2 separate regions of the Pan troglodytes genome follow, and region 1 is linked to region 2. The links are chromatin contacts, called in public Hi-C maps. All regions are on one chromosome and are shown on one strand. The core of a region is the stretch at or near the end of the contact, and the rest is flanking DNA. Distances in the headings are between cores, read along the strand shown. Region 1 overlaps COMMD1 (copper metabolism domain containing 1). Region 2 overlaps LOC129143133 (a long non-coding RNA gene).

What was found. A called contact is a pair of places that touch in the nucleus more often than the background predicts.
Region 1: a contact with region 2 is called in a Hi-C map of induced pluripotent stem cells, with 4 times the contacts expected there. The contact joins two enhancer-like sites. A contact is called at or near these places in 6 of 7 Hi-C or Micro-C datasets (blood, induced pluripotent stem cells, a lymphoblastoid cell line and 2 more) and 1 of 1 other capture datasets (stem cell-derived neural stem cells).

Annotation. Positions count from the first base shown.
Region 1 is chr12:60,786,294-60,791,479 of NHGRI_mPanTro3-v2.0_pri, reverse strand. The region is part of intron 1 of COMMD1 (copper metabolism domain containing 1); the gene reads left to right. Among named protein-coding and RNA genes, the nearest start is that of COMMD1, 39 kb to the left of the region's middle. Within about 2 kb of position 1,874, at least 2 of the 24 cell types and tissues checked have an H3K27ac peak or open chromatin away from gene starts, as enhancers often do. A contact at or near this core is called in induced pluripotent stem cells, where this site is marked.
Region 2 is chr12:60,304,799-60,310,176 of NHGRI_mPanTro3-v2.0_pri, reverse strand. All of the region lies in intron 4 of LOC129143133 (a long non-coding RNA gene), which reads left to right. Among named protein-coding and RNA genes, the nearest start is that of TMEM17, 96 kb to the right of the region's middle. Within about 2 kb of position 3,991, at least 12 of the 24 cell types and tissues checked have an H3K27ac peak or open chromatin away from gene starts, as enhancers often do. A contact at or near this core is called in induced pluripotent stem cells, where this site is marked.

The sequences.
Region 1 (5,186 bases), core at 625-3,124, 480 kb before region 2:
TATATTGGGGAGGGGAGTTTGAGGGAGTTCTTTGATATGGCTGCATCCCGGGGTTGTTTGCTGGTTAATTTTGCCACATGTCACCTTGTGATGTTTATTACAGGAGGGTGTAGGTAACGTTTGTTTATGCTTCCTACGACCTCCCCCTGTGGGGTCTGGATGGTTTGTAATTGGGGTTTGCTTATCGCAGCAAGGTCTGATAAGTGAAGTCTGCTGGCTTCACCGTGGTGCCTAGACAAGGGCTTAGAAATGTAGAGAGGTTTGGGGGAAGGGTGGGCAGCACCAAGAAGCTTTCTTGGGGCAGTTTGTCCTTAACAGTAGGACTTGCCTGCTGTCTCATTTTAATGTCTCTCTGGGCCTCATAATTTAAAAGGACTCACATTCCTCAAAGTTATTTTCTTTTCTCAGTATTACTATTTTAAAATCTTGCTATGTGGTAAAGTGTTAGTTACATTATTCTTTCAGGAAAATTATTTACATTAGGGATGTGTATTTAGATCCACTGACAATATATTACAAGAGTCCTGGACAGCTTAAAGGCAATGCCAATTGCAGAGTTAGTGTTTTTTTTTGTTTTTGTTTTTGTTTTTGTTTTTGAGACGGACTCTTGCTCTTTTGCCCAGGCTGGAGTGCTGTGGCACGATCTCAGCTCACTGCAACCTCTGCCTCCTGGGTTCCCGCTATTCTCCTGCCTCAGCCTCCCGAGTAGCTGGGACTACAGATCCCTGCCACCACGCCTGGCTAATTTTTTGTATTTTTTAGTAGAGATGGGGTTTCACTGTGTTAGCCAGAATGGTCTCCATCTCCTGACCTTGTGATCTACCTGCCTCGGCCTCCTGAAGTGTTGGGATTACAGGCGTGAGCCACTGCGTCTGGCGAGTTAGTGTTTTTTAAATTAAACATATTAATTTGCGTAAATAGTGTACAAGTAAGACTGTCCCCTTTATGAGGTTAGATTTTAGTTATTTGTCTTTGAGAGCCATATCCAGCTACAGTGGAATATACTTTCAGACATAGTGATGATAATCTGTCAAAAGACAAAATTACAACTAATTTGGTTTAAAGATCTTAAGAAAAATAGAATCTTGGAACCCCAAACTCACTGTGCAAAAGGGAAAGTTAAACTTGGGATCTGAGGCATCATACAGTTTTCCTTTTGTTGCCAAATCAATAGCTATAATATCACAACCCCATGTCATAGCCTCATTTCTTCTACTCTCTTTTCATGTTTATCTTATGTAAAATGTCGATTTACTGAGCTTGAGACAATACAAAGTTGGCTTTTTCCTTTACTTCCTCTTTTCTCATGTAAAATATAGATTTTTCTGAGGCTAATTGGAGCTTCACAAGAACGTAACCATCTGCCTCACTGCCTACCTGTTCTTCCTTTTATTCCCCCCTCCTGCTTGCTCTTTCCTCTTTAAATACCAAAGTTCACAAAACCTCCTTTGGAAGAAGTATAGGCCACAGGTGCCTCTGTGATTTGTTTTTCCCTTGGGCACATCCTCAACCTTGGCTAAATAAACCTCTAATCTATTGAGACCTGCCTCAGTCACTTTTGGCTTAACAATCTCAATTGTGTATTTGCAACTCTAAAATTGGGCAACACTTCATTCAATAAAATAGAATAAATGTTCCCATGAATTGAGCAGAGGTGGTTGGTTTTATAGGCAGAAAGGGCTGAATAAAGCAGAAACAAAGAATAAAATGCAGATTGGTCATTTCAAAAAGTTACTTTCCTTGTAAGGCAGCAATGGGGAGATAGAACAATAGAAAATAACTGACTACTTAACATCAGGTTACTTCAGGCTACCTTTTTTGTGTAAGGATTGAAGCAAAGGAAACCTCATTCTCATGCTAATTGAAGACTGTAACTGGCCTTTTGGGAAAATTGGCTGTTATGGCTCTGTCCTCATTCCTTGGAAGGTCAGATAACAACTTAGTTTTAGTAGTGGTGATGTGAACTTTAGCATGGGTGACTCCATTTTTTGTTTGTTTGTTTGTTTGTTTTTTAGACGGAGTCTCACTGTGTAGCCCAGGCTGGAGTGCAGTGGCGCGATCTCAGCTCACTGCACGCTCCACCTCCCGGGTTCATGCCATTCTCCTGCCTCAGCCTTGCGAGTAGCTGGGACTACAGGTGCCTGCCCGCCACCATGCCCGGCTAATTTTTTTTGTATTTTTAGTAGAGACGGGATTTCACCATGTTAGCCAGGATGGTCTTGATCTCCTGACCTTGTGATCCACCTGCCTCGGCCTCCCAAAGTGCTGGGATTACAGGCGTGAGCCACCGCGCCCGGCCGGGTTACTCCATTTTGATTTGTAGCGTTGTCTGTTGAGACCTAGTGGACTAGCTTAGTCCAAAACAGTGACCTTCTGAAGGTTTTGTTTTGTTTTGAGACTGAGTTTCACTCTTGTTGCCCAGGCTGGAGTGCAATGGCTCACTGCAACTTCTGCCTCCTGGGTTCAAGTGATTTACCTGTCTCAGCCTCTCGAGTAGCTGGGATTACAGGCGCATGCCACCACGCCTGGCTAATTTTTATTTTTTTAGTAGAGATGGGGTTTCATCATATTGGTCAGGCTGGTCTCAAACTCCTCACCTCAGGTGATCTGCCCTCCTCAGCCTCCTGAAGTGCTTGGATTACAGGTGTTAGCCACTGTGCCTGGCCAGTTTTTTTTTTTTTTTCTTAAAGACCAGTGTGATAGTAACCTTTTGTAATTTTTAATTAACAAATTCTATAAAAAGTAAGCAATATAAAGCAGGGAGCTATTTATTTATTTATTTATTTTGAGACAGAGTTTCCCTCTGTTGCCTAGCCTGGAGTGCAGTGGTACAATCTTGGCTCATTACAATCTCCGCCTCCTAAGTTCACAATTCTGGTGCCTCAGCCATCTGAGTAACTGGGATTACAGGCATGTGCTACCATGCCTGGCTAATTTTTGTATTTTTAGTAGAGACAGGTTTTCACTTCATCGCCCAGGCTGTTCTCAAACTCCTGGACTCAAGTGATCTGCCCACCTTAGCCTCCTAAAGTGCTGGGATTACAGGTGTGAACCACCGTGCCCAGCCCAGGGAGCTATTTAATATCTATTTTCAGTATCCTAAAGAGCTAAGCATACATTTTTCAGTTTTGGAAAAGGAATTTGTCACATATTGACATTCTCAGGAATACAACCTTTATAGGACATGCTACCCCAAAATGTTGTACCTTGACATATTTTTTTATTTTTAAGGGTGGTCAAGTGAAGCAGTGGGAATGGAGAAGGAACAAATAAATTTGTAACTGGTTGTGATAAGCTATAAACCAGCCTTGAATATTTTTTAGGCTAAAGGCATTTGAGAAAATAGCCAAAGCAGTAAGGTCTCTCATACCTTTTCCTGCCCTAGTCCCCTGAAGCAGGTCATAAAAACCTTGCAAGGATTTTCTCACCTCTTGAAGCAGGTCCCAAGATCCTCATCTGAAATGTCAATCTTAAAAAAAGGATACTAGAGAAAACTATGTCTATACATGTTGGGTTTACTCAGGAATAGAAATAAGGATTATAACCTGGAATGCATGGAATGGCAAGCCACCAGTGCATTCCATGAGGGAAGGGTAAGGGAAGCTTTTATTAGCAAAAGAGATTTACATAAGCTGCTTAGGAGCGGAGTTCATTGGTTCCAGAGGTTCAAAGCCAGAGTTGTTATCAGTTCATTGGTGGAGATGCCCTTACTGGGCAAGTGTTCTTCTGAAAACATTTTATCTGAATTACATGTCCGAGATAACTGTTTCCAGTTCAATAATTATTTGAATTACTGCAGTCCTAAAGAATGTCTAGTGATAAACCTTATCAAAGCAGGAGATGTGTGAAGGACACAGAATGACTTTCAGAAAGTCCTTGGAAACTGTTCTTATCTGACAAGCATGGGCCTCCTCTTCTTTGGGCGTTCCCGGCTCTATTTTGTCGGGGTCTAGCAAAAGTTAATTTCATCTTGCTATCTGCAACTTTCACAGAGAGGTGCCCTTCTTATACCTAGAGGAAAGGAACATCTCTCACTCTGAAGACACATAGTCACCAAGAAGAGTCTCAGCAAATGGGCCTTAATACATTTCCCCTAGTTTATTACCATTATATCATATTCTTTTGCCCTATCATATTTCTCCACGACTCTCCTCTCTCCATCAAACCTGGCATAACAATATTCAGGTTCAACTGTTTCTTCAGATCTACACTTCCTTATGAAAGCTCGTGTCATATACAACTTAAATTTGTAAGGCCAGGTGCACTGGCTCACACCTGTAATCCCAGCACTTCGGGAGCCCAAGGCAGGAGGATCACTTGAGCCCAGGAGTTCAAGACCAGCCTAAGCAACATAATGAGACCTGGTCTTTACAAAAAATTAGTTGGATATGGTGGTGCATGTCTGTAGTCCCAGCTTTTCTGGAGGCTAAGGTGGGAGGATCACCTGAGCCTGGGAGGACAAGGCTGTAGTGAGCTAGTGAGCTGTGATTGTACCACTGGACTCCAGCCTGGGTGACAGAGCCAGACCCTGTCTCAAAAAAAAAAAAAGTATGCTTTTCTTTTGTTCACCTGTTTTTTATCATAAGGGACTCAGTCATAAACCTAAGATGGGGGAAGGGAAAGATATTTTTCCTCCCCTACAACCTTTTCTGTGGAATTATGCCCAGATTTATGAAAAGTCCAGGTGACTGCTATTGAGGTTCAGTAAAAGGAGAAATTCTCTGAGAGGGGGAAGCCAGCTGACTGCCAGGACAGTTAGTCTTTGGTTGGCAGAACTTGTAAAGTGATCAGGATTCTGCATTGATACTTTATAAACCTCTTTTGCTCTGGCATCCAGAACTGATTAGTCTCTAAGAGAGTGATCCAAAGAGACTTCTAAGGCTGGTCATGGTGGCTCATGCCTGTAATACCAGCACTTTGGGAGGCCAAGGCAGGCGGATCATGAGGTCAGGAGTTCGAGACCAGCCTGGCCAACATGGTGAAACCCCATCTCTACTAAAAATACAAAAATTAGCCAGGCGTGGTGGCACGTGCCTGTAATCTCAGCTACTCAGGTGGCTGAGGCAGGAGAATTTCTTGAACCTGTGAGGCGGAGGTTGCAGTGAGCCAAGATAATGCCACTGCACTCTAGCCTGGGTGACAGAGCAAGACTCCATCTTGGAAAGAAAATAATAAAAAATAACGAG
Region 2 (5,378 bases), core at 2,742-5,241:
CTGAACTCAGGCCCTATCTTCTCCCTGAAGCCTGCAGCAGGTGCCCCACCCCATCAAGTTCCAGCCCCCACCGCCCCCCAGCTCCACCTACTGACAGTCGCTTGTTTCCCTTCTGTTCTCTCTCTTATGAATTTTTTTGGTGTGAAGTCTTCCTTTCCCAGTCTTAGAGAGGGTCCCAAGAGGCCAATGCTTCTCCCACCCAGTGCTCAGAGCTCTTATTCCACCATGGGGATGTCTTGCCCGATTCTGAGTGGGTACAGTGTTCACCGAGGAGGCAGGCTGAGGCAGTTGGTAGCAGCACTGAATCCCACCCCAGCCCATTGGGTTTTCAGTCTGAGGGGCTTCTCCAGTGTGTGCCTGAGCCTGGCTGACACCTGGGCCAGTAGGCAGGTGAACATTCTTCTGGGAGGGGAACTGAAAGCCTGTTGTAGCCAGTTTCTCAGTGATCCTGATCTCCTGGTTTTCAGGCCCTCGAATGGTCTCCTGCCACATTGTATCAGGGTCGGTCTGCATGACCCACAAGTACAGCAGAAGTGATGGCATATGCCTTCGAGGCTAGCTTAAGAAAGACACTGTGATTAGCCTGCATTAGTTTCTGCCTTGGGCTGCTCACTATGGAAGCCAGCTGCTGTGTTGTAAGGATATTCATGCAGCCCTCTCAGAGGTCCCAGAGGTGAGGAACTGACGCCTCCTGCCAACAGCCATGTGAGGACCCATCTTGGACGTGAATCCTCCCGCCTCACATCAAGCGCTCACGTGACAGCAGCTCTGTTTAATATCTTGACCGCAACCTCATGAGAGACCCTGAACCAGAACAACTCACCTTAGTCGCGTCCAAATTCCTGACTCTAGAGATGACACGTGTTTTGCTGTTGAGGCTGCTGTTTCAGGGCAATTTGTTACATAGCAATAGATAACTCATGCAAAGCACTTGGCAACTCTAAGTGGTTTTTCCCACTGCGTGTTTGGGGAGGCTTCTGGACTGGGGTTTTGCCTCCTCTGCCAGACAGGAAATATTAGGGTTCCCAAAAGATCACAGCAACTCATTCAACAGCTCCTTCCCTCGCTCCTTCTCTCTTCCCAGCAAATTGAAGGTACTTCCCTTTAAGCAACCAAAATCCAACAACAGATGCTTCAACAATAGATGCAAAAAGAAATCTGAATTGGGGGAGGGTGAGAAAAGAAAAATAAGAAAAAAGGGAAGAAAAAGATCCATCCCTGTGAGGTCTGAGAATAAAAGAAGGAAAAGGAAAAAAAAAAAAAAAAAAAAAAAAGAAATCACCACTGAACCCCTATCTGGCTAAAACAGAGTTTTCTCCTCATCTCCACCCCCAGAGGTCTCCAGTCAGGCAGGTGACTGGCCTTGGGCACTGGTACATTCCCAAACACTATGTAAACAAGCCCCATCAGACCCTTCCAGCCTCCGAAGCTGTCATTGCCTCCCTTTTGCTAAGTTGGTATTTAAACCTTTACCTCTGGCTGTACAGCAAGGTACTTATTACCGAGTGCTCCCACATATGAATAGACCTCGTCTTTTTTCCCGTTCGTATGTCTATTGTGAGTCATTTCACAAACCCCCCCCTCAAACCTAAGTTGGTAGAGGAAAAGACTTTTCTCCCAGCACCCTCAAGTCAAAGAAATTCCCAGGGGCTGTCAAGTGAGAAGTTCTGGAGCCCATTGCACTGAGTATTCTCTCTGGTCAAAATGAACTTTCCTAAGAACAACCACCTCCAATAGGGGAGATGCTGCAGGGACCCCAGATACACCCACCACACCCAGATACAAATGGCCAGAGGCCCTTGGAAACACAGCTCCTGGACCTTAGGTCATAGCTGAGGCACCCTCTGACATACACAACGCTGCATCATCGCCTGGTCTGCAGCAGCTTCTTTTTGGGTTTTGGCTTCTTTAACAAACACTTAGTGCTTGCTATGAGTCAGGCTCTCTTCTAAGTATTTCAGAAATATGAAGTCATTTAATCCTCACAACAACCTGCCTAGGAAGGTATTTTTACAGATAAGGATCCTGGGGCACAGAGAGGTGAAACAATTTGCCCAAGGCCACACAGTGCATGAGTGGCAGGGCCAGCCTGGCTCCATGCTCTGCCCTGAGATGAGAATGGACCCAGGGTCCATTTAGTGAGCATTCTGTGCCACCAGGGCACTGTTTCTTGGCCAGCACTCCTGGGGCTGGACAGGGTTGTGTATGTTGGTTTGGGTTGGGGGGAATCCAGGGGTCCATGTCCAAGCAGGGCATCAGCTCTTGAGGAAGCAAGGCCATGGCCTTACTAGAGAGAACTTTGTCTTCCAGGGCCAATCTCCACAGTCAGCTGAGGGTCTGCCTGAGCCCTGCCCAGGGTAGGAGGGGCTCTTGTGCGCAGGCTCATACCTGCCTCCTCACCCCTGCCAGGTTTGCCCCTATGTTTCCCACCTTCCTGGACCAGTGCCTCTCAACTAAGGGCAGTTTTGTCCCCCAGAAGACATCTGACAATGTCTAAAGGCATTTTTGATAGTCATGACTAGAAGGCTGCTACTGGCATCTAGTGAACAGAGGCCAGAGATGCTGCGAAACAGCCTACAATGCACAGAACAAAGCCTCACCACAAAGAATGGTCTGTCAGTAGTGCCGCGGTGAGAAGCCATGATCTAGGCCCACCTCACGGCATCCTTAAGGCTGAGAACCCCTCCCGTGTGATCTGTTTCTTGTTACAGCAGGGGCCCAGCGTCCTGGGAGGGCCACACCCATCCTCACTTTGGCGTCTCCCAGAGGCTACAACAGAAAGTGAAGGACTCAGTTTGTACTGCAGCCTCAAGTTCTTGGAAATAAAATAAGGATGTTGAGGTCCTGGTAAATGTGGTGGCCATTATTTTGCATCAGGCTCTGTGCTGAGCACTTTATATATTTTATCTTATGTCATTCTCATAAGCCAGTCTGTGATGCTATTATTATCCTTCTTTTATAGATTGGGAAACTGAGGCTTTAAAAAAGTAGCTTGCTCAAGGTCACACAGCTAATAAAACTGGTGACAGTCTGCTTTCTAGCCTAACCAGGCCCTGATATACATACTTAGGAAAGTAAACATGGTAAATGCCCAGGGAGAGCCCACTCTTGGCCCGGCTTATGTCTTCCCCTGGGATCAGCACCCCTCACTCCACAGCACAGTTGCAGCTGAAGCTCTCAGGGCCAGCTAATTCTCTTCCCCTCTCTGGTTTTTACAGAAGGAATGGGGAAGAGTACAGAGAAGCAAGAGTAGGGTTAATTTTTGTGCAGGGACAGTTAAGACAGAGAGGAAGGGGCAGGGAAGAGATGGACAAGGGAGGGAGGCCTGGGAGCTTTTTATTATTTATTATAGCAGGGGAAAGAATGGGAGGTTTGTTTCTAAGCCATAAATACTCTCCTTTGATCCCTGTGTCTATCAGAGATAAATTAGTCACTCTTAGGCCTCAGAAATTAATGACTGTCCTAATGATCACCCTAAGTGACCTTGCAGCATTCCTAATTCTCACCACTCCCTGCAAAGTAGCAAAGTGTCAGGGTTTGACAAGGTTTGGGGATGAGGCAGGACTGAGCGGGATGAAGGTGTAATTTCATTCCTCAGCCCCAGCCTCACTTTGCAGAGATGAAATTGGCCTCTACTCCTAAGGCCAGAGAACAGTCAGAACCAGATCCCAACTTCGGGCTCTGCCCTCCCTGGCTTTGCTTCAAGCGCAGGGATGGGGAGCACTGCCTAAGGAAGCTTCAGGGCCCTGTGGAATTCTGACCTGGGAGAGGGCGGATCCCCTAGGGGTGTGCAGGCCTGCGAGGGGCACCTGAAAGCAAGAGGGCATTTGGATCAAGTTAACATCTGACCTCTCAGCAGGCCCTGCCCATTCAGACTGGGGAAGAGCTTTGAAGTTTCCTTTGTGTGATGTTTTCTTGGCCCTGATCCTACTGTACTGGAATTAGCCCGAGGCCCTGCCCCTTCCCTGGAGATTTGTTCCCCAACTGCAAAAGTCTTAGAAAAATACCGCAAGCTCCACCCACCATCCCCACACCACTGAATGCTTTTTCCTTAGGCTAAAATACCAGGGAGGAAAAGGCCTCAGAACCCCCACCAGGAGACATTCTGTGCATGTTTACAGTTTCTCAAGTGGAAAGCAAGGACCCCTGGAACCAGATCTGAGGGCAGGTGCTTCCCAGATAAGCATGTTATGGGGTGGGGAGGATGGAGTAAGGGAGGGAGAAGCAAGATTGTCCCTGGAGGCTTCCCAAGCCACGGGCCAGGTCCAGAACAGCAAGGCTATGGGTTCTGGCCAGAGAGAAGAGAAAGCTGGTGAACCCAGGCCTTCCGGCCGTGCTCAATGAGCAAACCATTGTGCCTAGTGTGGCCAAATATCCATCTCGGGGATCTCTCTCTGAGCACCAATGGCTTCTCCTATACTATTGCTCAAGTCCACCATAAAAGCAGTGTTTAAAAACGAAGGGAGAGGAAGACAAAAGAGAGGAAAGCGGAGAGAGAAACGGGAGGAGACGGAGAGAAGCAAGGAATCCCAAACTAGACTGCTAGATTCTGCTAGATTCGGCTTTTCAGAGTAAAGACCCTGAGCAATAGTGCCATCTTGTGGCTATGAGTAGGAATTACAATTAGTTCTCTCTCTCTCTCTCTCTCTCTCTCTCTCTCTCTCTCTCTCTCTCTCTCTCTCTCTCTCTCTCTCTCTCTCTCTCCCCCCCTCCCTCCCTCCCTCTCTCTCTCTCTCCCTCCCTCCCTCCCTCCCTCTCTCTCTCTCTGTCGTCTACTCATAGTGTTTGCAACTGCAGGGGCACAAGCCATGGATTTTGTTTCCACCCGAGACAATTGCCTCTCCCCCGACATCTACACCCCAAACTACTCCAGACTCTGCACCCTCTTCCACACACCTCTGGGGTGAGTCCACATTTGCCCAGTAGAAATACCTGCTATCTGATGTTTGACTCAACTCTAAGACTCATTCAACAAATATTTATTGTGCTTTTATTATGTGCCAGGCACTGTCCTAAGATCTGCGGACCTGACTATAAATAAAAATGTCTCCTTTCATGCACTTTACATTTTAACTAGGGAGGCAAATATTAAACACATACATGTAAAATATAATGGGATGTAGTAACAAGTGCAATAAAGGAAAATAAGGCAGGGGATTCAGGGCTATTTCAGATAGGGTAATTGATGAGCTACAACTTTTTTTTTTTTTTTTTTTTTTTTCAGAGATAAGGTCTTGCTGTGTTGCCCAGGCTGGTCTTGAACCCCTAGCCTTAAGCAATCCTCCTGCCTCAGGCTTCCAAAGTGCTGGATTACAGGTGTGAGCCACTGTGCCTGGTGCAGTTGCAACTTTTATCAGCACAGATATCTGCTAATATCT